2 separate regions of the Pan troglodytes genome follow, and region 1 is linked to region 2. A link is a contact called in public Hi-C data. All regions are on one chromosome and are shown on one strand. The core of a region is the stretch at or near the end of the contact, and the rest is flanking DNA. Distances in the headings are between cores, read along the strand shown. Region 1 overlaps AKNA (AT-hook transcription factor). Region 2 holds the start of AKNA (AT-hook transcription factor).

Region 1 (2,700 bases), core at 143-2,642, 49 kb after region 2:
GCTATCTTTTCTGCAATTTGCCCATTGATTGTATGGACCAAGAAGCTACTGCCTTCTGAGTTTTTCTTTTCTTTTTTTGGTTCGTGTGCATTTTTTCTACTAAGAAAGTTCCACTTCCTTGGTTGAACGGAAATGGTAAAATTGCTTGGTCAGTTCTCTCACACCTCCTCTTAGTTGCTTTTGGCCAGTGATCACTCACACGCCCTTGCTGGAGTGGGTGTCTGTCCCGGGATGCGCTGGGGAGACTGCTCGATGGTGGCCCAGCCAAGGTTTCTTTGGCTCGAACAGGCATGAGGCTGTCATGTTGCCTACGTGCAAAGTTGTGTCCAGCTGCTGGTGTTTGGCTTCCTTGTCTGAGTTTAGTAAGTCTACCCCTGCAGCCTCCCCTGACATCAGTGGAGGAATTAGAGGCTTGTTTGTCTAGGGTATGCCAGGCCTTGGGAATACAATAGTGGACAAGACTCTATCTTAGGCCTCGTAAAGCTTACCATCTTGTAGGATGAACAGACAAAGAAACAGGCAGTAGTGCCCTCCATTGTGATAAATACCATGATGGCAGAGGACTAAAGGACTGTGGGAGCACAGCGAAGGAGCATCTGGTCCGGTTAGAGGCTTCAGGGAGGGCTTCCTGGAGGAAGTGGTATCTCAGCAGACATCAGAAGGAAGAGAGGTAGAAGAGTATCTTCAGTGGAGGGAATGGCATGTGCAAAGGCCTAGAGGTGAGAGAGTGCCCATCACCTTGGGGGAGCTAAACGGTCAGCCAGATCCTCTAGTGTGAGGGGGTGGAGTGTTGAGCAGTAAAGGAAGAGAGGGGTAGAGAGGAGAGACCTATGGGAGATCCTACAGGGCCTGAAGGCCATGGGTAAGGGGAGACATTCACTGCATATTCCATGAGTGCACAAAGGCTGAGAGGACAGGGAAGGGGATTTTAAGCAGGGACGTAGCGTAGGCAGGTTTATGTTTTAGAGTTCTCTGGCCACCGGCAGGGTGAGAACGGAGACCAAGAGACTGCTGAGAAGGCTGCCACATCCAGGAGAGAGATGATGGGAACTGGGTTCTCAGGGAGGGCCCCTACAGAGGGGAAGAAGGGATTCATTTGGGAAGAGGTATTTTGGAAGTTGGGCCCATGAGACTTGGTAACTAATTAACTTCAGGGATGTTCAGGGAAGGAGAGGATCTAGAGTGACTCAGATTTCTGTCTGGCTAGTCAGGTAGATGCTGCTGCCATGTGCAGAGACAGGGGAGTAAGTTTGCAGAGAAAGATGAATGTTAAGTGCCTGCTGGCACTCGGTAAGAAACTAAAGAGTTACATCAGAGAGACTGAGATACCCAAGTGGCTGACTCATGCCCCCGGCCTGGTAAGTCTTTTTTTTTAGTGCCTTCTGACTAGGAGGCAGAGCTCTCCCTTGCAGGAGTTAACTGGGGGCGGGGAGATGTCACTCTCCAGTAGTCACCGCCCACCCTTGCCCTCGTGGCTTTGCCTCAGAAACACCAGCAAGCGTCTCCCTGGGGATTACCAAGGGAACCCGCTGCCCTCAGACACACACACTCAGTGCTGGGGCACAGCCAGGAAGAGGCCTCCACTCCTTCTGACACAGTCATCTGAGCGCTCATGTCTGCTGGAGGCGGCACCAGGGGATACTCACCCAGGAGTCCAGGGGCCACCAGGCAAGAATGGCCCCAGTGGGAATTCCCACCCCAGAAGCCAGACCAAGGAGTAGATGTGGAGCCTGCATCCGCCTGGAGGGTGGCTTTGCTGAGCCTGGCTCTAATGCTGCTCCGTGGTTGAGGGGGTCTTGTGGGGAGGGGTATCTGGGTAGGATTGTCTGCTGCAGTGCCAGCAATGCCCACAAAACGAGACCCTGAAGATGCAGGGACTGATTGGAGAGAAACACAGACAGGATTTACTCCCTCAGTGCTGGTGGCTGGAGGTTGGACCATGTTGGGGGTTTCACTAGGATTTACTACAGTCTTGCAGACAGCTTCCAGCCTGCTCTTAGTCAGCCCTCCCGGTTCAGGTGGTGCTAGGAAGCATCGAGCTGTCTCCCTGTCCGCTCTCCACTCACAGCGCTTTATTCTGCTCTGTGTCAGAACCCAGATCCACTGCAGTACTGTTTCCTGAGCATCCACAAGGTGCAGGGCCTCAGGGGTTATGAGACAGGAAGCCCGCTTCTTTCTTGTCCGCTGGCGGCTCACTGTCTGTGTGGGGAGATGGTGGACAAGCATCTTCTGCCAGGTCTGGAGAGATGGGCTTGCACAGTGGTAGGGAGAGGAGCTGGGCCTGGACAGAGAGTGAAGGTTGGTATTTTATGGCAGAACTGTAGCTAGGGCCCTCTCTATGCTGCATCCTTGTCTCCATCTCGAGAATTTGTCACTGGTGTTCCTGAACAGCCACTCAGACCCCGTGTGTTAGGAAGAGAAAACTTCAAAGAAAGGTTCTGTTTTGTTCACTGAATGCACAGGGACATGAACTCAGAAATGTGTCAAGTTGTATAGCAAGAAAAGTGTCACACAGGAAAGTTCTAGAATCATTTGACAGCAGAGATAGACCCTGTGCCTGCTGTGAAGGGACAAAGGCTGCCGCATCCTGGCATACTCGGGTGGCTGCAGCTCTGTTCCTCATGCCTCTGTTCTTTGTTTCTGTCTCCACTCCAACCCCAGCCAGGCCATCTGTGAGCTGCAAGAAGAGGTGTCCCGGCT
Region 2 (2,700 bases), core at 108-2,607:
TGTGGAAAAACACCTTGGGCCCTTCCTACACTGACATTCCAGGGCCAGAGCCCAGAAGGATTAGCTAAAATGTTTGCCCCTTTCACAGAGCAGGCCCTTAGTGGGTAGAAGCTGCTGCTAAACTTACTACTAAATATGTGTCTAGGGAGTAGCAGGCAACCTGGGGAACTGGCAAGTGCTTTCTACCTGGAGGAAAAACTCCAAAGCATTCAACTTTGGATGCAGCTGGATGAGGGACCTTGGGCAAGTCTCTTCTTGCATCAGGACTTATTAACCCTCTTGTGTTAATAGGGTCGGTCAAGGTGCTCTTTAAATTAGTACCACTGATTTATTTCTGACGGGCCTGCCATTATGTTTATTTATTTACTCTCAACAACCGCATAAGATGTGGGTATGAATCCCATTTGCCTGAGGCTCACTGGCAGCAAGTGGCAGAGCTGGGGCAAAGAGCCCAGGTGAGTTGGACACCGTGCATCCTTCAAGGTGTGTGTGTGGTGGACAAGGTATGATGTCTGTGCTGCACTCACAGCGGGACCTTGGAAAAGTTCTTGTCCGTCTTCGGGCTGGGTTTCCATGCTTGCCTGATGGGGAGTTGGACAAGAATATACTTGGGGGCGGTGGTGATAATACCTACCTACCTCATAGGAGACGACTGAACAGCAGAAGAGCTTCCAACAGGTCTGACCCATAATTAGTGATCAAGAAAAGTTTATTATTACTGTTACTAAGCAGGCCGTTTCAGCCATGGAAGTTTGTGATTTCCTCCTCACTGTGGCTCTGTGCGATCTTCTTTTTTTTTTTTTTTTTTTTTTGATGGCGCCTTGCTCTGTCGCCCAGGCTGGAGTGCAGTGACGCAATCTTGGCTCACTGCAACCTCCGCCTCCCAAGTTCAAGCGATTCTCGTGCCTCAGCCTCCCAAGTAGCTGGGATTACAGATATGCGCCACCACGCCCAGCTAATTTTTGTAGTTTTAGTAGAGACTGGTGGGGGTGGGGGGACGGTCACCATGTTGGCCAGGCTAGTCTCGAACTCCTGACCTCAGGTGATCTGCCCGGCCTCCCAAAGTGCTGGGATTACAGGCGTGAGCCACTCTGTGCGATCTTGCATAAATGCCTTACCCTCCGCAGACCGGGCCTCGATCTCCGGGTCTGCGGTGGGGCTGATTGCAGTAGGCACACACAGCCTCCCAGGTCTGAGATTTTCATCCTGCAGCAGGGTTTGCGATCCCTATGTCCGAGTCCCTGGGGGCGGGCCGTGGCGGCGGCCTTTCGGTGATTGGTGCGCTCCCAGAGGCCCCGCCCCCCCCGGGCCGCCCCCTGCTGTCGCGGGCGGGCCTCAGGGATTATGCAAAGGAGCCACCGCCCCGCCCCGCGCCCGGATTGGAGGCCTTTGTTTGCCGCTCAACTCCAGGAAACCACCCGCGCTCGGCGGCCGCCAGCAGGTGAGACTCGGGGAGGGGCTCGCGGGGCGTCCGGGGTGGTCCCTGTCCCTCGTTGGGACTCAGTTTCTCCGTCGGGAGAATGGGGAGGGCGAGTGGACAGTGCCGGTGGGCTCCGTTCCACTGGGACGGCGCTGCTTTCGATCTTTTCCACGTGGAAACCCCACGCGCACAGGGAAGGAGACGCATCACCGCTCCGGGAATGGGAGGGAGCCCTGGACGGGCGGTATGGGCCCCAGTCCAAACCGTGCCGGCCGCGGGGTTCCACAGTCTCCACCCTCCGGCCTCAGTCTCCACCTCTGCACAATGGGGGCGTTGGCTTTTTCTCTTTCCAGCTGGGGCTGGTGGCAGGGAGGGGAGGGGTCCCGGGGGAGCTCGGGGGTGGGCCTTGGCTGGGCCTCGGGCTGTGTTTGGGCTGGAGGCGTGGCCCGGGTTGCTGTGGTTACTGGGGAGGTGAGGCTTTCTGTCTGGGATTTGTGTGAGATTCGTTCACCCAGCAACAATCCGCGCAGCCTGGCGGCCCTCGGAGCCGCGCGCGCTTCCCGGACGCCTAACGCAAGTTTCTTTTCCTCTTTTTGTCGCGGGGGGGAAGGTAGAACAAGGGCCAGTGTCGGGTAGGCAGCCCTGACAATGGTAGGAACTGAACGGGCTGCAAAAATAAGTCCAGTTCCCTCTTGGTACACCTGCGGAGGAGAATGAGGTCCAGAGAGGGGGCGCGACTGGCCCAAGGGTGCACAGCAGGGAGGCGCAGAGCTGGGCTCTCCCCAGTGTGATGGGGCTGGCACAGGCAGAACCAGAGTCTGCTTGCTGCGTGACCTTAGACGACACTTCCAAAGCTCCTTTCCCGGGCTTTTGTTGAAAGAAATGACGGACTGGAGTCCATCATTACCTATGTTTAAAGACCTGCTTCTGAGATAGTCGAAGGGAAAATTGCTGATAACAAACCTGGGCTATGTTGGAGCAGAGAGAAGCTGAGACAGGCTGCAGTGAAAAGAGACATTGTTCCTGTCCTCTAGAACAGAAGGAGAAGAAATGGGCTGGAACTGAAGCATGAAAGACTAAAGTTAGATACATACAGGGACTTCCCAAACGACTTTTCCAGGCGCCTCCTCTGGAATTGGTGGGTTTTATTTGGGGGCTGTTTTGTTAATAAAACAATGGCTGCCCATCTGTTAGGGCCTAAGTCTGGTTTACTTACTAACAAACAGGGGAGCGGAACCTATGGTGTTTTGGGACTCTGGGTTTATTCCTGGGGCAGTCGT

The links. Hi-C and Micro-C count contacts between places; a contact is called where the count stands out from the background.
Region 1: a Hi-C map of stem cell-derived neural progenitor cells shows a contact between it and region 2, with 2.4 times the contacts expected there. The contact joins the enhancer-like site here to the promoter of AKNA in region 2. A contact is called at or near these places in 2 of 7 Hi-C or Micro-C datasets (blood and stem cell-derived neural progenitor cells).

The regions. Positions count from the first base shown.
Region 1 is chr11:24,103,664-24,106,363 of NHGRI_mPanTro3-v2.0_pri, forward strand. AKNA (AT-hook transcription factor) reads left to right here. Exons shown (of 22, transcript XM_016961514.4): 16 at 2,662-2,700. Among named protein-coding and RNA genes, the nearest start is that of ORM1, 19 kb to the right of the region's middle. Within about 2 kb of position 1,393, at least 14 of the 24 cell types and tissues checked have an H3K27ac peak or open chromatin away from gene starts, as enhancers often do. A contact at or near this core is called in stem cell-derived neural progenitor cells, where this site is marked.
Region 2 is chr11:24,054,389-24,057,088 of NHGRI_mPanTro3-v2.0_pri, forward strand. It overlaps AKNA (AT-hook transcription factor), which reads left to right and starts at 1,358. Exons shown (of 22, transcript XM_016961514.4): 1 at 1,358-1,441.